Regions from separate parts of the Mus musculus genome. Here all the other regions are linked to region 1. A link is a contact called in public ChIA-PET and promoter capture Hi-C data. All regions are on one chromosome and are shown on one strand. The core of a region is the stretch at or near the end of the contact, and the rest is flanking DNA. Distances in the headings are between cores, read along the strand shown. Region 1 holds the start of Krba1 (KRAB-A domain containing 1). Region 2 holds the start of Zfp212 (Zinc finger protein 212). Region 3 holds the start of Zfp783 (zinc finger protein 783). Region 4 holds the start of Tmem176a (transmembrane protein 176A). Region 5 holds the start of Gimap1 (GTPase, IMAP family member 1). Region 6 holds the start of Gimap4 (GTPase, IMAP family member 4).

The links. Promoter capture Hi-C pulls out the DNA fragments that hold promoters and counts their contacts. ChIA-PET counts read pairs in DNA pulled down with a chosen protein or histone mark. Capture Hi-C pulls out chosen DNA fragments and counts their contacts.
Region 2: a contact with region 1 is called in a promoter capture Hi-C map of adipose tissue. The contact joins the promoter of Zfp212 here to the promoter of Krba1 in region 1. A contact is called at or near these places in 2 of 39 promoter capture datasets (cranial neural crest and maxillary cranial neural crest), 3 of 484 Hi-C or Micro-C datasets (all in embryonic stem cells) and 1 of 9 other capture datasets (adipose tissue).
Region 3: an RNA polymerase II ChIA-PET map of effector CD8 T cells shows a contact between it and region 1, with 6 read pairs. The contact joins the promoter of Zfp783 here to the promoter of Krba1 in region 1. A contact is called at or near these places in 3 of 39 promoter capture datasets (cranial neural crest, hippocampal neurons and second pharyngeal arch cranial neural crest), 1 of 484 Hi-C or Micro-C datasets (CD4 T cells) and 2 of 115 datasets of contacts at active chromatin or transcription factors (effector CD8 T cells and memory CD8 T cells).
Region 4: a contact with region 1 is called in a promoter capture Hi-C map of liver. The contact joins the promoter of Tmem176a here to the promoter of Krba1 in region 1. A contact is called at or near these places in 6 of 39 promoter capture datasets (the 3T3-L1 cell line, embryonic stem cells, hippocampal neurons and 2 more), 1 of 484 Hi-C or Micro-C datasets (the N1E-115 cell line), 2 of 115 datasets of contacts at active chromatin or transcription factors (the 230-238 cell line and embryonic stem cells) and 3 of 9 other capture datasets (adipose tissue, liver and pancreatic islet).
Region 5: a promoter capture Hi-C map of liver shows a contact between it and region 1, with 4 times the contacts expected there. The contact joins the promoter of Gimap1 here to the promoter of Krba1 in region 1. A contact is called at or near these places in 8 of 39 promoter capture datasets (the 3T3-L1 cell line, 3T3-L1-derived adipocytes, cranial neural crest and 3 more) and 1 of 115 datasets of contacts at active chromatin or transcription factors (memory CD8 T cells).
Region 6: an RNA polymerase II ChIA-PET map of memory CD8 T cells shows a contact between it and region 1, with 8 read pairs. The contact joins the promoter of Gimap4 here to the promoter of Krba1 in region 1. A contact is called at or near these places in 2 of 39 promoter capture datasets (the 3T3-L1 cell line and 3T3-L1-derived adipocytes), 1 of 115 datasets of contacts at active chromatin or transcription factors (memory CD8 T cells) and 1 of 9 other capture datasets (adipose tissue).

The regions. Positions count from the first base shown.
Region 1 is chr6:48,394,070-48,397,417 of GRCm38.p6, reverse strand. Krba1 (KRAB-A domain containing 1) reads right to left here and starts at 1,832. Exons shown (of 18, transcript NM_001347152.1): 1 at 1,531-1,832. The coding sequence starts at 1,542. It overlaps Gm16630 (predicted gene, 16630), which reads left to right and starts at 2,010. Exons shown (of 5, transcript NR_152250.1): 1 at 2,010-2,780.
Region 2 is chr6:47,918,695-47,922,042 of GRCm38.p6, reverse strand. It overlaps Zfp212 (Zinc finger protein 212), which reads right to left and starts at 1,475. Exons shown (of 5, transcript NM_145576.2): 1 at 1,294-1,475. The coding sequence starts at 1,317.
Region 3 is chr6:47,941,658-47,945,005 of GRCm38.p6, reverse strand. It overlaps Zfp783 (zinc finger protein 783), which reads right to left and starts at 1,831. Exons shown (of 6, transcript NR_027963.1): 1 at 1,629-1,831.
Region 4 is chr6:48,839,847-48,843,194 of GRCm38.p6, reverse strand. Tmem176a (transmembrane protein 176A) reads right to left here and starts at 1,712. Exons shown (of 7, transcript NM_025326.4): 1 at 1,606-1,712; 2 at 794-991; 3 at 496-606. The coding sequence starts at 988. It overlaps Tmem176b (transmembrane protein 176B), which reads left to right and starts at 1,821. Exons shown (of 7, transcript NM_001164207.1): 1 at 1,821-2,199.
Region 5 is chr6:48,737,236-48,740,583 of GRCm38.p6, reverse strand. It overlaps Gimap1 (GTPase, IMAP family member 1), which reads right to left and starts at 1,537. Exons shown (of 3, transcript NM_008376.3): 1 at 1,428-1,537.
Region 6 is chr6:48,682,890-48,686,237 of GRCm38.p6, reverse strand. It overlaps Gimap4 (GTPase, IMAP family member 4), which reads right to left and starts at 1,660. Exons shown (of 3, transcript NM_174990.4): 1 at 1,615-1,660.

The DNA.
Region 1 (3,348 bases), core at 583-3,082:
TGGAGAGATGCTCCCTTCAGAGCTTTCCCAAATGGAAGAAGTCGAATTGGGGATGTTGGTCAGATGGTAAAGTGTTTGCCTAGCATGCGCTGGAATTAAGTTCCCAGTGCCACACAAAGCCAGATATGGTAGCACATGCCTATGATTCAGGCCGTTGTAGGAAGGTCAGTCAGGTCAAAGTCATCTTCAGCCACATGAGAGTCTGTCTCCAAAAATATAAATAAAAAGCAAAGGAAGAGAGAGTGTGTGTGAAGGACAGGGAGTGGGGAAGGGGAAGAGACAGAGTGGATGGGGAGATTAACTTCAGAACAGCTACCGCTGGCTTGCCATCTGGACCTCTGCCCAATCATCAGAAGAAAACCTTCCAGGATTAACTAGGACCACTGTAGATGATCAATCTCCTTGCTCATAACTCCCATGATGGCTTCCTAAGAAACTGTGTCAGTCTCTGTATGAAATTTTAGTTTCAGCACTCAGTCTTGTATCAGCCTAGCCCCATTGCCCCAGCATGCCTCAGGCTACCAGGGTCAGACCCTGTACCATGGCTGCTACTCACTGTCCCCAACTGTAGACTGTGCACACACCCCTGTGATTCTGTCACCCCTGTCACAATGAACATAAAGATCTTAGACCATCTCTGCCCCTCTTCCTTAGCCTGGGACCTTGTACTCTCAGAGACCGTGCCTGACCATCTTCTCTATGCAGTATATGAATACTCTTCCTTGAACATCAGGTTGGAGAGATCTGTGGTTCAATTCCCTCATCTACAGAACAGAAAACCCAAATAAGCAGACTCTAGGATGGGGCCAGTGGGAGTATCTGAGCAAGAGTCTTGGGCTACCTGTTAGCCATAGCTAAAAAAGACGCTTCCAGGCCAGACAATGTTCGATTTACCTGGCTTATCGTTTCTCCTGAGATTCTTGTGGGGTATTAGTGATGTCCAGCCACGACCTCAACACAGTTGCCTAAGTTTGGCCAAAGCTCGTGGACCAAAATTGCACATCTGACTCTGGGTGTCTACCCAGAAGGCAGTGCAGCAACTGCCCTGGCATCTTCACAGCCCACGATCCTGCCGAAACTGTACCTAGGCCACAACAACTGATGTGGCTCTTCTTCAGCTCTGGGACTGACATATTTTACCAGCATTAACTTCGATCTGTTTTCTTTCTCCCCACTTTTCCGGCCCAATTCACGGGGATTACGTATCTTAACAAAAATAAATGTCAGATTTAGTTATTCCCCCAAGACCTGCTGAGGCTTCAGTCGTGCACACCCTCTCACGATCTTGTAATGAAAAGCCAAAGGAATGAGTTCCCCAGGTAGAAAAAAAGCTCCAGGTCCGTGTGTCCTGGGAGAAGGGGAGAGCCTTAGACTTCTGGTTAGGGAATTCTGGGCACTGGCCGACCTTGATCGGCTCACTCGAGCTCAAAGTCGGCGGTGACGGATCCTCCCGGGCCTGTTGCCCTGGGGACTGCGCTGCACCAAGAAGCCCGACCGCGGCGTTCGTCGGTCCGCAACGGCTCGTCTTACCTGGAGCGCCATGGCGGAACTCAGCTTCGCGACTCCCTGGCCCACCCAGCTTCCGGTGCGGCTCTGGCTGGAGGCTGCACCGAGACCCTCGAGACCCTCGGGGACAGCGGCCCAGTTCTGCACGACAGGAAGCGGGGCCGGGGAACTCGCTACACCGAGAACCGCAGAGTTGGCTCGTCTGGGTCGGTCTGGCGCTTCGCATCCCGGGAGGGGTGGTCCCGCTTCCGCCCGCAGCCCCCAGCCTCACAGCGGTAACGACGCAAGCGCAGACTACACTTCCCAGAGGGCGCCGTGCCTGGGGCGTGGCTTCAGGGGGTGTGGCGGGGTTCTCCTTTACTGCTCCGTCCCTCACACCTCTAGCTCCTCAGGTTCAGGCACCCGCCTGGCACTGGTTAGTTACATCCTGTCGAGCTTGCGGCTTGCGCATGCTCAGGTGCAAACAACCGTTCATCCAAATAACCAACCATCCACTCCTCCGTTCTCTTTAGCATCCGGCGCTTTCTGAGTGCGCCCTGTACAGGTGCCAGGTTAGGATGCATGGATAAAAAGGGACCAGTTTCTCCCGTTGGCTGCAGTCACGTAAACCCGACCCTGAGTGGCTGAGGGCCAGGGCACAGTGGCTCACCGCTACACTGATCTGCATCACTACATTTTATGTGACTATTTGCTTGCTCGTGTTGCCCACTGATGGTGGCGGCCCCAGTAGTTCCTGACAAACGCTAGGCTTAAATATATGTATGATGTGTGGACTAAGTGTGTGCCCCATCTCTGGATTCATTTGTGCTGCTGTCTCTGTGGTGCAGACATAGTCCTTAGGCTGCACTTTGAGGCTCATTTTCCTTCCTGGAGCCCTCGTCTTTCCCTTCATTGTATGGGAAAAACTCAAAGAGAAGTTTTTGGAGCTTTGAAACAGGTGCTTGGAGCCACAGCAGAAGCCACCATACCCAGGACTTGTTCTCGGCTCTCCACTCCTAAAAATGTCTGCAGGGGCGTCCCCTTATCTGCGATCCGAGGAAGGACGATTTCTCCCTAGCCACCCCAGCATAGCTCTTTAGTGACTCTGGCCTACGTGGGCTCCACTGGCATACTGGCTTTGTATGCTGGCATGCCAGAACACATGATCGAGCAGAGACCACTAACATTACTGCCCAGCACAGCTGAGTGAATTTCTTCCTTCACACTCTAAGGACAGGACCGCAGCATGGAAAAAGAAAACTGAAAGTTCAGTCCATCTCCAGTAGCATCTCAGGGTAAGTCCTAGGCCTCAAGCCAGGGACCTATGATCCCTAAGCCACAAAATCCTCTCAAAACCTTTCAAAAAGAAAAAAGGAAGACATAATTTACAGCATGTGAAGTGTCTTGACGCTGTTTTGCTTTAAGTGTCCTCCTGTCTGGGCTTGGTGCAACATTTGGAGATTTGGGCCATCTGTCACTAAGAAGAGCTTACACCATCAAACTGGCTGAATGGCCAGTTGTTAAAGTTACAGAAACAACTGCTGCCCATTCATTACCCTTTTGACTATTTTTTGCCTCCACACCAGCCCTTATAATCTTTACATTAAAAAGTTTTACTCCAGATAACAGGGGTGGTAGTCTGGGATGTGATACCATGACAAACAATGATTGTGTTCAGGGAAGGGAAAAGATTTTATATTTGTTGTTTTTTTTGTTGTTGTTGTTTTTTTTTTTTTTTTTTTTTTTTTGAGGCAGGGTTTCTCAGTGTAACCAGCCCTGGCTATTGTGGACTTGCTTTGTAACAAGACCAGTTTGACCTTGAACTCACAGAGCTCCACCAGCCTCTGCATCATGAGTGCTGGC
Region 2 (3,348 bases), core at 226-2,725, 480 kb after region 1:
TATCTGCTTACCCTGCAGGGGGTCTGTTTAACTCCTGGTCTCTTATTTACACCTGGATGCACAAGTAGGATTGCTCCAAGTTCAGAGCCAGCCTGGTCTACCTAACTGGTTCCAGGCAGCCAGGGCACAAAGTAAGACCTTATTTTGAAAGATTAAAAAACAAAAACTAAACAAAACAAAAAGACAAGAAAAATACTTATGCCTGTAATATCTGCAAGTTGGGAGTCAGAGGTAGGAGTTTACAGTCATTCTCAGATAGGCTAGGCTGGGGCACATGAGAGTTTGCCTCAAAGCACAACCACTACCAAACAAACCCCAGCAGAATGACTTACACCTGTAAACTTAGCACTGGGGAGGCTGAGTCGGGAAGATTGTCATCAGCTTAAGGACAGCCTGTGAGGCTCTGTCTCAACAGTGAAAAGCCAGTTCAGGTCCATCTATCCTATTTTCCTATGTTAACCTCTACTGTGACACAGTATGAGGAGACTGGAGCCAGAAAAAAAAAAACGTAAAAATGCTTACAAGGAACTCAACATTCTCAATTCAAGTTAAGGAGACAAAGGCCTAGAGAAGTGAGCATAGACTGCCTTCCGAAGACCATGCACTGAATATATAGATAGATGAACGCTGAGTTACGGAAGATATTCCTCAAACCAATTTTCAGTGTCTTCACATTCTCTGAAAAGAGAGACAGCTGGAAGAGGCGGTAAGCGGATAACAATGCGCACCCACAGTTTTGTAAAAACAAAACAAAACAAAAAACAAGCAAGCAAACAAACAAAAACAGCAAATACACCAGTCCCCAAGGAGAGAAGGCTTCAACCTGTGGCTGCAAACTCAGTACAGATAGCTATGGCAGAACATGGCAACCGGAGCAGAGCCCCACTGGTCGGAGAGAAGCCCTAAGTCCTGGGGTCTTCCGTAGCTGAGCTCAAAGGCAACAACCCAAACCCAGGGTTTTATCCCGCGCCTTCACTCCAACTCAGAAAACGAGTCCCTAGTTGGCACGAAGCAGGAAAATATGTGGGCGCAGTCACAAACAATTCAAAAAGCCTCGCAGAAGTTTCTGCGGAAAGACGCAGAGCATCCGGGCTCTGAGCCTGACGCAGAAGGACCCAGGGAGCAAGCGAGCGGGCGGGCGGGCGGAGGGCGAGGGTACCGGGAGGGAAGTCAGCATCCGCCGGCGCCAACGGCCGCGGAGGAAACCAAGCCTGCGACCGAGCGCCTCAAGCCCCGCCCCGGGCAGGGCGCTGTCTCCCCCAAGGCCCTCCCGAGCCGGCCGGAGCACCTTACCCGAGTAGGCGTCGACTCCGCCATGGTCGCAGTCGCCCCACAACACCGACTGGCGGGATACTGCTCGAACTGTACGCCGCTCCGCCAGACGTCCTCACCCTCCTGGAAGCCGCCGCCGCCGCCGCCGCCGCCGTGTTGATACAAGGTGCATTCTGGGAGCGCTCCCCACCCCCAAGAAGAGCGGCAGCGGCTCCTCCTACCGCGCGGTATTTCTGTTGCGCCACTGTGCTCCTGGAAGGGGAACAGCAGCCTGGAAATTCAGTCATTGAGTGTGGGGTGTAAGCGTAAGGATTCTCAAAATCAAGAGCATTTTCTGAATTTGAGTCCTGCACTCCGCGAAATGCTTTAAGAGATTCAAATATGTGCAAGTTTAAAAAGGCGCGGGAAGGAGAGAGAGAGAGAGAAAGGCGTAGGGAGGAGAGCGTGGGGACTAGTAGAAAAGGAGGCTAATGGGGGTGGATGTGAACACCATACGTTCTGGACTTGCATGCAATTGTCAAAAATAAAAATAATTTTTAAAAAATGTGTACAAATGTGTACACCCTTTTCTGTGAGGGAAGAACACAGCTGAAGCTAAAGAAAAGGTGAATTCTCATAGGCAAGTGATTTTCTTCCATGCTCACCTATGACTTGGCTTTTTCTGGTCAATCCATTATAGAGTGTTAATTATGGTAATCACTTGCATTGCAGAATTCAAGATAGCCTTAATCACAAATAATTAACCTAGTCCTCACCGGGCAGTGATGGCTCATGCCTTTAATCCCAGCACTTGCGAGGCAGAGGTGGATGGGTTTCTGAGTTCGAGGCCAGCCTGGTCTACAGAGTGAGTGCCAGGGCTAGAAACCCTGTCTCAAAAAAACTAAATAAATAACCTAGTCCTCATGCCAGGGTGCCAGGGTATTAGAGGCAATGTGTTCTGCATTCTGGCTTGGAAACATCTGGCCACATCATTACCACCCCAGCGCTCAGGTGTTTGAGGCCAGCCTCAGCTATATAGTGAGTTTTTGACTAGCCAGAAATATCTAAAGAGACATTGATCCAAACAACACCCCCAAACCCAGTACTTGCAGTACTCAAATGCCTCATTTCCATTACATTGTCCTGGACATGCTGAGTGAGAATGACATGAGTTTCCACTAAGTGTGAATAGCTTCCTCTAAGAATTCAAGTACTCTCACTAGACTGGTCCCTTCTTCATTTTTCTGCAAATGATCCCTGTCTACACTGACTACAACTAACAACTTTCTCTAGAACCCAAGCCGATGGCCTGCTGAAAAAAAAAATTCTCAGCATCTGTTTTAACAGGCACTTAAAAACCTACATTTATATTAAAATAATAATAATTTTTTTAAAAGCGCTGACTCATTTAAGCCCCCCACAGCAGTCTGGGTGTGTCTGTGCCTTCATTTTATCTTTGTTTGTTGCCTTTGTTTGGATCAAATTCCTGCTTGACTCCATAACCGTGTCAATCAGTTGAGTGTGTCTACTTGTCCCATCTCATCCCCTTTCAAGCTGAAGGCAGAGGTAAGTCATTGTCCTGAACCAGCAGTCACCTTGAATCCCTGGAAGAGCAGAGTGTAAAGGATAGATCATGTCTCAGATAAGGGCAATTATCCTTGTGTGTGAAGCTGTACCCTGGAGCAGACCTCATCTTGTAAGAACCAGATGGATCCTCTTAAGCAATTCAATGGCAGCAAGAAGGACTTCTAATCACTTCACAGAATCAGAACTGGGACAGCGATCATCTAGACCATTTATTGACCAAGACAGCTTAATTACGTGACAAGGACTAGCCTCAGCTTGGAGAGGTGTTCTGAGTGGAGGAGTGTCTGGGAACAGTGAAACAAATGACTCAAAGTCAAATTGTGGGTCCAAGCTGACGGCCTATGTTCTGCTGTGGATGGCTTTCCAGACCTCTCTATGTGTTCAAGACAGCTTTTCAGAACACTCCCTGTGTTCTTCTCTGCTTGAGACAGCTTTTTCTTGCTAGTCTAAAAACTCTCTGGATAGCTCATCACTTGCAGATCAAAAACCCAGTTTTTTATTTACCTATCA
Region 3 (3,348 bases), core at 582-3,081, 450 kb after region 1:
AGGGTTTCTCTGTGTAGCCCTGTTTCAGACCAGCCAGGGCTGCAGAGTATAACACCTGTTTGTGGGTTTTGTTGTTGTTCTATTTATTTATTTATTTATTTATTTATTTATTTATTTATTTAGGTTTTTCGAGACAGGGTTTCTCTGTGTAGCCCTGGCTGTCCTGGAACTCACTCTGTAGACCAGACTGGCCTTGAACTCAGAAATCCGCCTGCCTCTGCCTTCCAAGTGCTGGGATTAAAGGCGTGCACCACCATGCCTGGCTGTTCTTTTTTAAAAGGCATTTTGTCCCATGTACCTGCAGGTCTACAATCAAAAATACACCCGACATGGGATTAAAATATCTGGAGCCCAGTGGTGGTGGGGGAGGGCACATGTCTTTAATCACAGCACTCTAGAGGCAGAGGCAGGCAGATCTCTGTTGAGTTTAAGGCCAGCCTGGTCTACATACAGAGTGAGTTCCAGGACAGCCAGGACTACACAGAAACTCTGTCCCCAACCCTACCCCAATGTCCCCCTAAAAAAATTTGGAAAGAAAAAACTCTGTCTATTCTGAACATGTACACATTTTTCTTGTCGTCATTTCCTCCTCGATGCAACTATTAGCCTTCCACTGTATTGGAAATCTAGACATCGATGTAATGTATTTTAAAGCATATGAATAGGTTATATGCAAACACTACACAATTTTATGTAAGGGACTTGAGCATCCGTGGTATCAGCTGTAGTTATTATCATAGTGTTGAAATCTATCCTGTTGGTAAGCTTTCTGGGATGTTAGGTACTGCAAGACAACTAAGGGGCAGGAGTAGGTGGGAAGGAACTGAAGGGTTTCTAGTCCTACTCCCACAACCTCCACAATTCCCAGTTGACTTTCTATTCCTTGTAGTCAGGGAACCTAGAAGGACACACAGCAAAATAGAGAAAGAGAGGTTCTTTTCTAAAAGCTTCCAAGAGACTAAGGTTTCAGAGAGTTGTCTGAGATGTATTGGTAATAATAGATACCACTTACTGAGAGATTTTTTTTACTGGTGAAAATCTTCTAGCATGTCCTCTAAATTGGCACACTGAACATTACCAAGCTAACCCCTCCCCCAGCTTCTTTTTGGAACTCACTCTGTAAACAGGCTGGTCTAGATCCGAGGGCCATTATATCTTGGCAAACCAACCCAGTCACAAAATTTAGAAACCTGTTGCAAATTGGGTTAAGTATTGTTTCCTACGAGAAAGTAGAGTCGCTAGGTATTTTAGTGGTAGGCTCATCCTAAGGTGTTGACCTGAGGCCCCCTTCGCAGCCTCAACCTTGCAGATGTGGCAGGAAGGCGACCCTGGCTCCTGTCTGACTGCTCGGGCGCAGGTCTCAGAAGAACACAGGGACTTTGTGATCTGCAGGGTCCTTCCAGGCCTTCCGGAGAAAAGGTAGCGCCCGGCCTGGCCGGGCTACGGAGGCCATGTCGCGCGCACCGATCTTAGGGCCCAGCCCACCAGGCCGCCTGCGGCCATGTGTAGGCTGATGGCTTCCGTGGCCTGCGTGGCCTCCAGGCCAGGGCCGGGGCCAGGGCAGGGGGTGCTCCGAGCCGGGTAGGCCGAGACCCTCGCACACAGCGGCCATGGACCGGGGCGCTTACCGGGGCAGGCGCCGCTTCAGCCATGACTACCACGTCGTCGCTGGGCTGCGGGCCTCCATCGACGCATCTGGCCAAGCGCCGGCTGATTTTCAGTCAACAGGTCGGCCCAGGCGCGGGCTGCGCGTCGGTGAGGGGCCGGAGCTGCTGTCCAGCGCCCGCACTCTCCACACGGTCCCAAGCCACGTGCCCTGCTGGCCCTAATCTACCGGAGCCGCGGCCCGGCGCGCACGGCGCCCCCTGCAGCCAGAAGGCCCGCACTCGGTGGCCGCTGGCCTGCGGCGTCAACCCTACCCCCAGGGCCCCGGGCGAGCAGGCAGCTGGCTCAGGCAAGCCTTCGGGCGGGTAAATTCGAGAAAGACGCCCGTGAGGAAAACGCTAAGGAAATCCCTGAACTCCGTGCTGGGGCGGGACACCCTCATCCCAAGGGTGTTCAGATTCCCTTTTCTAGGGTAAATTCCATTTTGGGTTTTTCAGAACAAGTAGGAAGCGCTAAGGGGAATGGTGCGTTTAAAACAAAAATACAAGCCAGGCGTGGTGGCGCACGCCTTTAATCCCAGCACTCGGGAGGCAGGCGGATTTCTGAGTTCGAGGCCAGCCTGGTCTACAAGAAACCGTGTCTCAAAAAACAAAACAAACAAACAAAAAAACAAGTCCAGGACTGGGGTGTACCTTAGTGGTAGAGCGCTTGGTAGAACCCGAGGGATGTACTTTCGGAGTATTCTCTCCATGTGCACTCACCTTTGAGGCTCAGAGCCTCTGCTTACCCCCTACAGAGCTCCTCCTTCTTCCCGCCACACCCAGTCTGGACTTAGTTGTACATCTTCTTACTTAGCCTTGGCTGGGATTGAGCGCCCTGCTCTCCCTGCCAGGAGGCTTCAAAACAGACAATGGACACAGGACCACAACTCCACAGCTACTGGGTTCATTTCTAAGGGTTTCTAACCAATTCATGTCCTGAATTATCCTGAATACATTATTCCATTTAAGACCAGTTTCCTTCTGAAACTAGAAAGCTTTACTCGGAAAAGCCATAATTAACCTTTATTTATTTATTTATAAAAATAAAACCGGTCTCTTCATTTCCTGCATTTCACAGCCATTCTATGGTCGTTATTCAACAAGCCAATAAACTTCCAGATGGCAACTGTGCTTTGAATCTTTGGGTTTGTTTTGGTGTGTGTGTGTGTGTGTGTGTGTGTGTGTGTGTGTGTGTGTGTGTTGGGGATTATCTCTAAACAAAGTGTGGGCCAGCTGACATAGTAAGGACACAAACTACCTACCTCTAAGGTGCATCACTGAATCCTTGGCATTTAGGGCAAGACCAGGCAGTGCTACTTTGAGTTAAATCAAAATAAAAAGCTAACTGAGTTCGAGACCAGCCTGGTCTACAGAGTGAGCTCCAGGACAGCCAGGGATACACAGAGAAACCCTGTCTCAAAATAAATAAATAAATAAATAAATAAATAAAATAGTTAAATCACATTTAACTCTTTATATCAAGGTCCAAATCAACATTTAGCATTATTCGTTTTGATTTATTATTAAACAGGTTCTTGTTATATAGCACAGACTGGCCTCATGATCCCTCTGCCTCAGTCTCCCTAATGCTAAGATTGCAGGCTTGTGTCACCATAACTAGCTCCTTATTTTGAAAATTCTTAAGTAATACCACCTAAAAGACAAAACTGCAAGTATGTGCTCATAAAATAGGAACCTCAGT
Region 4 (3,348 bases), core at 463-2,962, 450 kb before region 1:
CTGAAAGTGTGGGTCTATCAGAAAGTCCTTTGTACCTATGACATAACCAGCTCAACCTAACCAGCTGTCGTTAAATACAATAGCACTCTTCTGACAAAATTCATCCCTGGATCCCCATAGGATGAGCATAAGGAAGTAAGAGAGCCAGAAGACAATGCTTCCTGCCTGATGCACTCCGCTTTCCCTGTCTTGAGGCAGGCATTAGAGGTAGATAAGCCCTGAGAGCCTTAACTGTTGATGACTACTGATGGCAAGGAGCTTCTGTCAGCCTGCTGGGAGAAGCATGGGACAAGAGACAAAGCTGACCTGCAGCTGCACAGGCGACCATTTCATCATTTGTCATGTACACAAGCACCAGACTGGCTTACTTAATTCAGGTCTTGTTTGGCTACATACTCTGGGGTGCCACATCAATGGTGGTGGTGGAAGGGAAGCAAAGGGACCGCCATCCCTGTGCTCTCAGACAGCCCTGGACCTTCATGATGCCACACTCACCACGATCCCAGTCCAGAAGGGGGCGCCTTCGGAATACATGGCTAAATAATGGCCTATGTAGAGGGTTCCACCCAGAACCACACTCAGAGCCCCCAGCACAGTCTGCACCACCTGGAAGAGAGAGGACTTGAAACACAGCTCTCCAGCAGCAGGGCTACCTGTTAGCTGCAACTGTCTGTACACACAGACAAAATCAACTCAATGTCTTAGGAGGACAGATGTATAGAGGAGGCCAGAGGAAAATATGGCCCAAATGAGGGTCCCTCCCTGGGCCCATCAAGCACGTAGCTACTCTCACCCAGGAGGCCACCAGCACTCTGCTGCTGCCCTGGCTCTGGGTGGAAGCGGATGCTGGAATCCTTAGCAATGAGCATCCGGCCAGCAGAAGTTTGGCCAGAGCAGACTCCTGGTGGATGTGCACATCAATGTGGGTGGGTTGTGGAGCCTCAGGGTCCACCTTGCCGACGACTGCAGTCTCCATGTCTGTGGACATCGTCTGTGAGGGAGAAAAGGAAAAGCAGGAAGAAATATTTGGCAGATGTTTCAGAGGCGGCTTGGAGTTGGGGGCTAACAGAGACACAGAATGGCTGCCCCTGGCTGTGGAGCTGTATCTTCAGCTCTTTTGGAGGGTTGTCTGTCAGGGAAGCCTGATGCTGGAGTACCCGCTTCACCCCACATTTGCTTTGTGCCCCACTGCCATGGTCTTCAGGAGCCTGATGTTTGGATCAAGCAGAACGCACACAACCTATCTCTTCACCCAACCTCTGATTGGATCTCTTCTCCCCAGCATTTTCTGAATCCAGGTCAGAGGCCAAGCCCCTTAAACAGTGTCCCCCTCTAACTGCCCCATAAGCTTCTGTTGCAATTATCTCTTCCCTACCAGGGTCCCAGGGACCACCTCACCCAGACGCCACCATCTCCTTGGATGAACGACAAGCACTGACTGACCCTGTCCCCACAGAATTGAGTGGTAGAGATGGAGGCCATACCTGTCCCTGGAGGCACACCCCAGTGTGTCCACTCCCCTAGCAAGCTCGCAGGGCGTCAGACTGGATGGATCTGGATGGACTGGGAAACGAGCTATGCTAAAGTGATGGTGGGCTGTCTTACCTGATTCCTCTGGGACCGGGGAAGTGTGCAGCAGGGAAGGCCAGAGCTCACACAGAGGCGCTGGCAGTAGTTGAGAACTTCAGCCCTGGCAGGAGGAAGAACCTGGGTGGGAGCCAGAAGGGGAGGGGGAATGGGCAGACCTCAACACTTCCTGGCAGGCAGCTGGGACTGAGGGCCCCTTTAGGGGTTTTCCAGCAGGCAGCTCCTCACTGGGCACTGGAGAGCTGGAGAAGGTGGGCGAGGTAAGAGCTGGGGTTGGCACTGATTGTTCCTGTGGAATCCTTTGATTGCACAGTGCTCTCTCTCCCAGTCAGGGATAGAGCTTTCTGAGCAGGTGCTGGCCTGTGCCACCTTGGGTGTATGAGTGTATCTGTGTCACCTGTATCCCTGCTCCAGCAGGCCTGATCATCTACTCCTGATGGACCCCCCTCAAGTGGGGCCCTTTCCTGTCAGCTACTTGCTGGCAAACTGAGAGACTCCATGTCAGGCCCCATCCCTCCACCCCCTTCTTGCTCTCCTCTCTCTGGGGTCAGCTTTAAGCCAGCTCCTCCCAGACCTCTCAGTTCCAGCCCCACCCATCGCAGAGGACAGCAGGTGAGACAGGACCCTTCACGGCCCCTTGGTAGCCCCCTTTTGAAGCATAGGGTTCCTTCTTCTCTGGAAGAGTCTCCAAGTCTACTCCTCAAGCTCCATCTTGGCTCAGGATGCTTCTCCTTCCTTCTATCTCTGCTTTCCTGTAGGACTCTGGGGAGGGAGGGATGTGTTGGACAGAGGATGTGACTCTGGAAACAGGGCTGAGGCTGGGGAGGTCAGAGTCTGGCTTTACCTTCCATAGTTATCAGTGCCTCACGCCTGCGTTCTAAGAGCAGGGCCTTTGAGACCACGCAGAGGTGGGACAGCTGTGGGGACACGGGGTGTTCTTTTTCTTTGTTTCTGAACACTGGGAGGAGGGATATCAGAGAGCCACTATCTGGAGCGGTGCCAGAAGTGGTGAGAGGCTTCTTGGTGCCTAGGGCTTTAGTTCCTGCTCTGCAGAGGAAGCAGAGGGATTCTGGGTGGCCAGGGCAGGGATAGCACTGGGGGTCTAGAGGGGGCCAGCACCCAGACAACTGAGACTTTATTCCTGGAACCTCAAGGGAAGGTGTGAACCTGAGGCCTTCATTTGTGTTTCTCTTCGTCCCTCCTGAAAAGTTGTCAGACTCCTGTGCTTTCGGCTCTGAGGTGCACGGGTGAGTGGAAGGTGCTCCGTGGCGTGGGGGAGAACATGAAGGGATGCAAAGGGAAGTGACTGGAGTGGCCGTCAATATCCAGTCAGAACTGATGCTTAACCAGACTGCCCAGGAGAGCCACTGGGCAGAACTTCTTTTGGACAGAGGCAAGCCATCAGAGGGGCTAAATGGTTGTTATAAGCCCATAACAGGAGACAGTGGGAAGCTGTGTTAAGCTCTGTGCTGATTAGAATGGAGGCCACGCTGAGGAAGTAATCAGGCAGAATATGAAGACCTCATGGGCCTGCCTGAGGCCCTATGGAAACTCGGAACAGTGGTTTTATTCAGTGGGAGAAAAGTAATATATACCACAGACCACAGTAGAAACTGTTTTTCAGAAATTAATACCTGGACCAGCACCATAGGTCCTTGCCTCTGTATCTACCAAATTATGATATACAGTCCAAAGATCAACATCTTTTTTAAAATTACTGCATGTTTGTAATTTAAACATGCCTGTTCATGTGGGTGTGTG
Region 5 (3,348 bases), core at 288-2,787, 340 kb before region 1:
CATCTCCCAAAGCCTTTAGTCAAACACTCTGTGGGATTCCATGTCTCTGTCCTGTGTGCAGAAATCAGCAAATGCCCACAAATGACACAGATCAGAACTGAAGAAACAGCCGTAAGAGCGGGGGCAATGAGCAAGGTAAGAGCGAGAGCAATGAGCAAGGCTTCTGCAGGAGCTGGAGGAGCTCTTCCTGGGGGAAAATGAGGAGGAGGCACAGGGACTCCATGGAAGCCCAGGGCAGGACGCTGGGGCTTCCAGAGTTCAGAGTGGAGGCTGGGCTTCCTTTGATAGTTTCTAAGAGAAAGGCAAACACCGAGTGAAATCTCGGGCGATAAATGTTTCTATTATCTGGGAACATAAAGCACATGCAGTTCTATATGCTCAAGAGAGCCCGGGATAGTCCAGGTCCTTGCCTACAAGCTTGATGGGGTTTTGGTTTTTGTTTTTTGGGGCTTTTTTGTTTGTTTGTTTGGTTGGTTTGGTTTGGTTTTTGTTTGGTTGGTTGGTTGGTTTTGGTTTTTGGTTTTTTTGTTTGTTTGTTTTGTTTTTTTGAAGTATTTAGGTGTTCCCCTCAACATCACACTTCTTGGATCTATCCTCAGTTGTTCTGATACAACAAGTAGTATCTTTCTCACAAGCTTAATCTGCATCCAGAATTTGAAGAACATTATTTCTTAAACCCTTCCTTGTAGACGCGGAGAAACAGAGGTATCCCTGCAGTTGGAGTGGGACAAACTCCAGGAAGACAAGTGAGGACTAATTCCATTCCTCTCAAGTTTGCTAGAGCCCCTCCGACTGGCAAGGAGAAGAAGAGACTTCTGAGAGACAGACGTGGCCCATGAGGAGTAGCCATGAAAGCATGGTTTATAAGGACACAGAAGGATCGTTTGCCTTTGCTGAATGTGCTTTTTTTTTCTATAGAAAGAAACATTTAATGAAATTTCTTTCAAAATTCATCACTTTACTCTTTAACTTGTTTTTTGGCCAAAGTACACAGTCCTGGAAGGTACTAGGTAAAGACATGTTTTTTCAAGACCTTTTAAGTTTCTTTGATACACCAGACATCACCAGCTAAAGATACCATGCAAATCAGAAAACTCTATTTTTTTTTTTTTTTTTTTTTTGAGGAATGGACTGTGCTTTGCTCCTGGGAGGAGATCTAGAGTACATTTCCCTTACTGTACGAAAAGAGTGAGGGAAGAGATAAGCTTTGTTCATCAAAGATGTGTGAACTCCTAAGACTTCCTCCAAACTTGTCGATTCGAAGCCCAGGCCATCCTAACGCATCCGGAAGCCCCCCTTGCCTGTGATGCACGCTCGCTCGGAGTGCTCCTGCATAGTGCTTTGTACAATGCAGGTGTATAGGTACCAGACACTTTGGTCTCACAGCCCAGCTTCCTCTCCACCCCAGCTCACAGCCTCAGGCTCACCTTTCTTGCTGACAGTCCCTGAAGTGACCCAGAGAAGCCCCGGCCTCGCCTTCCCTTCGCTTGTGAGTGCAGAAGTCTCTCCTTGCCCAGGGCTGAGCATAGAGGAAGTCGCTAGGCTGCCTGGGTCTTAGAGATCAGGAAACTGAGAGAAAGGCCGGATGATGATGGCTTAAAGAGACAGAAACATTTTCCATGTAGTTGTGGTCTTAGCATTCCTCTATGAAATCACGCACTCTATCTTCTCTGTGACTAAAGGCTGTTTGTCCAGAAGGGTTAGTAGAATCAAACATGTCAACAGAGCCTTCCTTGGCTGACTCTATTCTAGAATTGGCTACAGGTAATCTTCCGTGTGTGTGTGTGTGTGTGTGTGTGTGTTTTGTGGTGGTGGTGGTAGTGGTGGTGGTTGTTGTTGTTTGTTTGTTGTTTTATTTTTATTATTTTTGTTTCCATTTTTCTCTTTAAGGATTTCTCTTACTACAAAATAGCCTCCAATTGAGATTGGAGGATGACAAATTGAAGCCCATTCTAGGCTACTAATCTTTTTAAGACCCCCACTTCAAAACAAAACAAACACCAAAGGCTCAGGGTTTAGCTTATTGATAGAGCATTTGCCTAGAATCATTTGCCTAGCATATACAAAGTCCTAGGGTCTATCCAGTACCAAAGAAAACAAAAAAGAAAAATTTACAAAGAATAGAATATCTAATATCACTAAGACTGATATTGGCTATTAGTGATTAATCTTTAAATTAGTGCATGCATATTTTGTTCATTCCTATTTTACTAAATAAAGGCTTTGATTGGAAATGTGAGTTACTTTAAAAATGTCTTTTAATGGTTGAAGTAATTGCATGATTTTTCTTTTGATCTATTAATATTGTAAACTATGTTTCTATGTAAGTATATTTATGTAAGTGTTTGTATACTTGCACGCACATGTGTATGTGTGTCTGTGTAAAAGGGTTGGGTTCCAAGGCATATGGACTATTGAGGTGGAGATATCTGGTGCTGAAAGAAGCTATGAGGGAGTAGCCTTGGGATTTACACCTGAGAGAGGAAGGAAAGAAGACGGTATTGGATAAGGATAAGATTGAGTCAGTCACAACAAATGCTGACTCCACAGGGAATTCTACAGTTTGCGTAGACCTTGAGATGGAAGGTGACGAGACTGCATTTCACAGTTCTATCAGCCAGTTATTGGATGTAAACTTCCACTGGAGAAAACACTTAACCTAGAGGCATCGCTCTTCAGCAGATGCCAACCTCCGGGCAAGGGTGATAGTCAGACAGTGGGTACTGCCAGTTGGCTGCACTCCTGGTCAGCTGGAGGGAGAGGCTGTGCTGCTGCTGCATGTTGGCATGCTGATAGAATCTCTCTTGCTTCATTATCTGAGCCATTTGAAGAGATGTGTCAATATGGTTTTACATATGTCCCCCCAAAGCAGGCATGTCCAACTCTAGGGAGATGGAGGCAGGAGGATCGTAAGTTTAAGGCTCTGTTTCAAAATAACTGAAAGTGGGCCTGAGGATACAACATGTGGGAAGCCCTAGGTTCAATCCTCACTAGAGAGGGTGGGAATCTCCTCAAGAAAGCTTCTTCTTAGCCTACCCTCTCCACTCTTGCCTTTGCAACACCAACCTTAGAAGGAACATCTCCCCACTGCCCTACTTACCACCACACGTGTGACCATAGAAGTCACCAGATACAGGACCAAAGTGAGGAAGAAGGAACAGGCTCCAGCTAACATGAACGAGCAGGGCTTACTGCAAATATCTGGATGCACAATAATTCATTTTACTCTTGCAGTTTGAAGAAATTGTGGGAAATGCTTCAGACCACAGACATATTAAGAAATCGTTGACAACTCTTTGTGGTTTCTTGCATAGCCCTTGTTTGCAAAGTGCTTCTGCTTAATCAAAG
Region 6 (3,348 bases), core at 411-2,910, 290 kb before region 1:
AATTTCATTTTCATTTTCTTGCTTGAATTCCCTAGCAGCTTTTGATTCTCTTTAGAGGATAGTTTGAACTATTAGAATGGTCCAGAAGTTCCTTCATGGACATCTTTCGCTGAAGTCACTGACCTCCCCTCTGTTCCCAGGACCCTTGAAGCACTTTTATCTCCTATGCTTTCTCAGAATTTTCCCTTTCTGGGGGCACTGCTCCAGCCCATCCCCCAGCTGGGGCTGCTCTGCCTCTACTTCCTGAGATGCTCTCTCCAATGGCTCTCTCCTGCAGCAGTGCCAACCTGAGACTCCACTTTTGAGATCACTTGCTTTTGCTGTAACTGCACAGCAGCATTTCCTCATCGAAGACATGATTGTAACACGAAATCATTTTTTAGCATATGACTGTCTCCTCTTTGACTCTGTGACAGGAAACTTTCCAGGCACAGACACAGCACTGGACAAAGGGCGGGTCTCAATTTACTAAACAAGCAAATTGACCTTCTTGGGTCTTTACCTCTCTCTGCTTGGGGGTGGCCTGTGCCACCCAGCCATCCTTCCCTGTTAACCAAGACACAGTTATGTAGAAACACTCAGCTCATTTGAGTGTTTCCTCTACCTAATACACATGAACACATTTGAAAACTCTGGAGCCAACTACAATCAGGACAGGTTGGAATGCTCCTTGGTAAGGACAGAGTCCCCACACAGGGAGCCCTCAGATACAGATGTGAAGCAGAACTCTAGATGCTTCTTTTGAAAGAGGCTTTTTATGCCTGAAGGCCAGGTGGGTGGAAGACAGCTTCTCATAAACTAAAAAGAAACCACAAACTCACACAAAGCATTGGTTCTTAGCACAGACTTGATTTGGTGATTAGCAAGGAGGCCCAGTATCAATGGTAGAAAATTTCTCAAAACTTTCTCGGGGTCGGGGGAGACAGAGGGCACAGGGTGACAGAGGAGCTCTTTAGACTCTAATTCATCTGTAAAACCAGGACCTGTGTTTCTGTAGGTGCAGATTTCATTGACTAAGTCATCCCCGCTCTGCCTATGACCAAACGTCTACTACTGGCTTCAGAACAGTAGCCACAGTAAACATAACCTCCCTACTTAGACCTACCTGGAGGGAGCTCAGCTCTTCTAAGAACTCGGGGGGGAAATAGTTTCCCCAAGAGGCAGGTTCCCTAGGAAGCAGCTTACAGGAAAAAGATAAAGGCTAGTGCTAATCCCAACATTATGGCAGCTTGGGGGAGCTGTGCCAAGCTGAGCCTGTTAGGGATCCTCCGCATCCCTGCCTTCTTCCTGCCTGCTCTCTCCAAGCTAACTCAGTCATTCTCTTCCTGGAAGAGTCACATTTAAAAAAAAAATTTTTTTTTTTTGACCAGTGCAGGAATACTTTCCCTGTAGAAAAAGTGTCCTCCTCAAAGCAGCGAACCCTGAAGCACACAGGAATTTGTAGAACTCAGCCTTCAACTCGGACTACAGCCTAAAATTATCAGGCTGGAAACAGAAGCCAATGAATACAATTCCCAAGAGCAGGTCTGTCAGGAGGTTTACTAGACACAGCTAGTAGAGAGGCCCCTTCCTCACCAAATTCAACACCCACATCATCCATCCCTATTCTCTTACCTGAAAATCTGGGTCCTTTGACCTTCTCTGATTTCGAAACAATACTAAACACCAAGAAAACAGAGTAGCAGAGAGGAAGCGAGGGGGAGGAACTGTGGAAATAGGAGTGTGCAAGGGACCCACCCATCTTCCTAGCAAGCTGCACTGCAGAACGTTCTGCAGTCCTCTTGTTCTGTGTCATCTCATGTGGTACCCATGGGCTGCTGGTAGCTACTTAGCACTTGGAATGTGATAAATCAATAGTCACGTTTTTTCACCACCAGGACTTTAGTTGACTGCAATATGGTCCATCATAGTAAATAACGGTCAGTCAGCTCTTGTTTGGCAGAACAATCTGTAAATGTGAATGACAATGACTTGGCTGGCAGTGATATTGAATCTCCTGTATGTTTGTTTAAGAAATGAGAGAAAGGGGGCTGGTGAGATGGCTCAGTGGGTAAGAGTACCCGACTGCTCTTCCGAAGAACCGGAGTTCAAATCCCAGCAACCACATGGTGGCTCACAACCATCCGTAACGAGATCTGACTCCCTCTTCTGGAGTGTCTGAAGACAGCTACAGCATACTTACATATAATCAATCAATCAATCAATCAATCAATCAATAAAAAAGAAGAAGAAGCCACTAACTTCTGGGCAGCTGAGCTTAAAAAAAAAAAGAAAGAAATGAGAGAAAGAAATAATTGAGTAAGAGAGAAAGAGAGAGAAGAGAGCTCCTTGTTAATAGCATATAAATAGAATCTACTTTTTTTTTTTTAAAGATTTATTTATTTATTATATGTAAGTACACTGTAGCTGTCTTCAGACACTCCAGAAGAGGGAGTCAGATCTCGTTACAGATGGTTGTGAGCCACCATGTGGTTGCTGGGATTTGAACTCCGGACCTTCGGAAGAGCAGTCGGGTGCTCTTACCCACTGAGCCATCTCACCAGCCCCTAGAATCTACTTTTAATTTGGATATTTAGGTATTTTTACATGTCATATAATTCATGATACAGTTGGATTTAAATAGCACATCTATATCATATCTCCTCTCCTCAGGGGTCAGGGCTTATTACAGAAGAGGGGTGAAAAGACTGGAGTCATTGAACACTGCAGTGAAACACTATTTGCTGGATATGACAAGGTCATTTCACACAAAAATTTGCATGGACCAAAACCTCAGTGCTGATGGGGAAGGGCTCATGAACTCTTGCCCTATCTAAGGAGAGCTGTGGGCAATTGATTGCTGCTAGTGTTTGTGTGTGTGTGTGTGTGTGTGTGTGTGTGTGTGTGTGTGTGTGTGTGTGTGTGAGAGAGAGAGAGAGAGAGAGAGAGAAAGAGAGAGAAGTTGTGAAGTTTTTTTCTCAGGAGCACTGCCCCTAAGAGGTTACCCATTTGTTGGTAGATGATTCCACATCTCTGCACATATGGACAGCACTAAGTGGAGTTTAGATTTTTTTTCTTAAATGGGGGAGAGAGACAGAGACGACAAGAAGTTGGGAAGGAAAGGAGAGGCCTAGAGAAGGAATCAGAGGGGACAGACACTGGAGTGGAACTAATCCAAACACACTATGTGACTGTATACAATTCTTTAACAATACACAGTCACAGTCCTGCTACCAGATTTCTTCTTGTCCAACCTGTTCTTTCTCTCCTCTTCTCTATTATTCTGCCTACTTTGGGGCTGATTCTTGTGTAATTTCACTTTTATTTCCACTTGTTGATTTTTTTCAGGACCTCCCCCTCTCTCTCTCC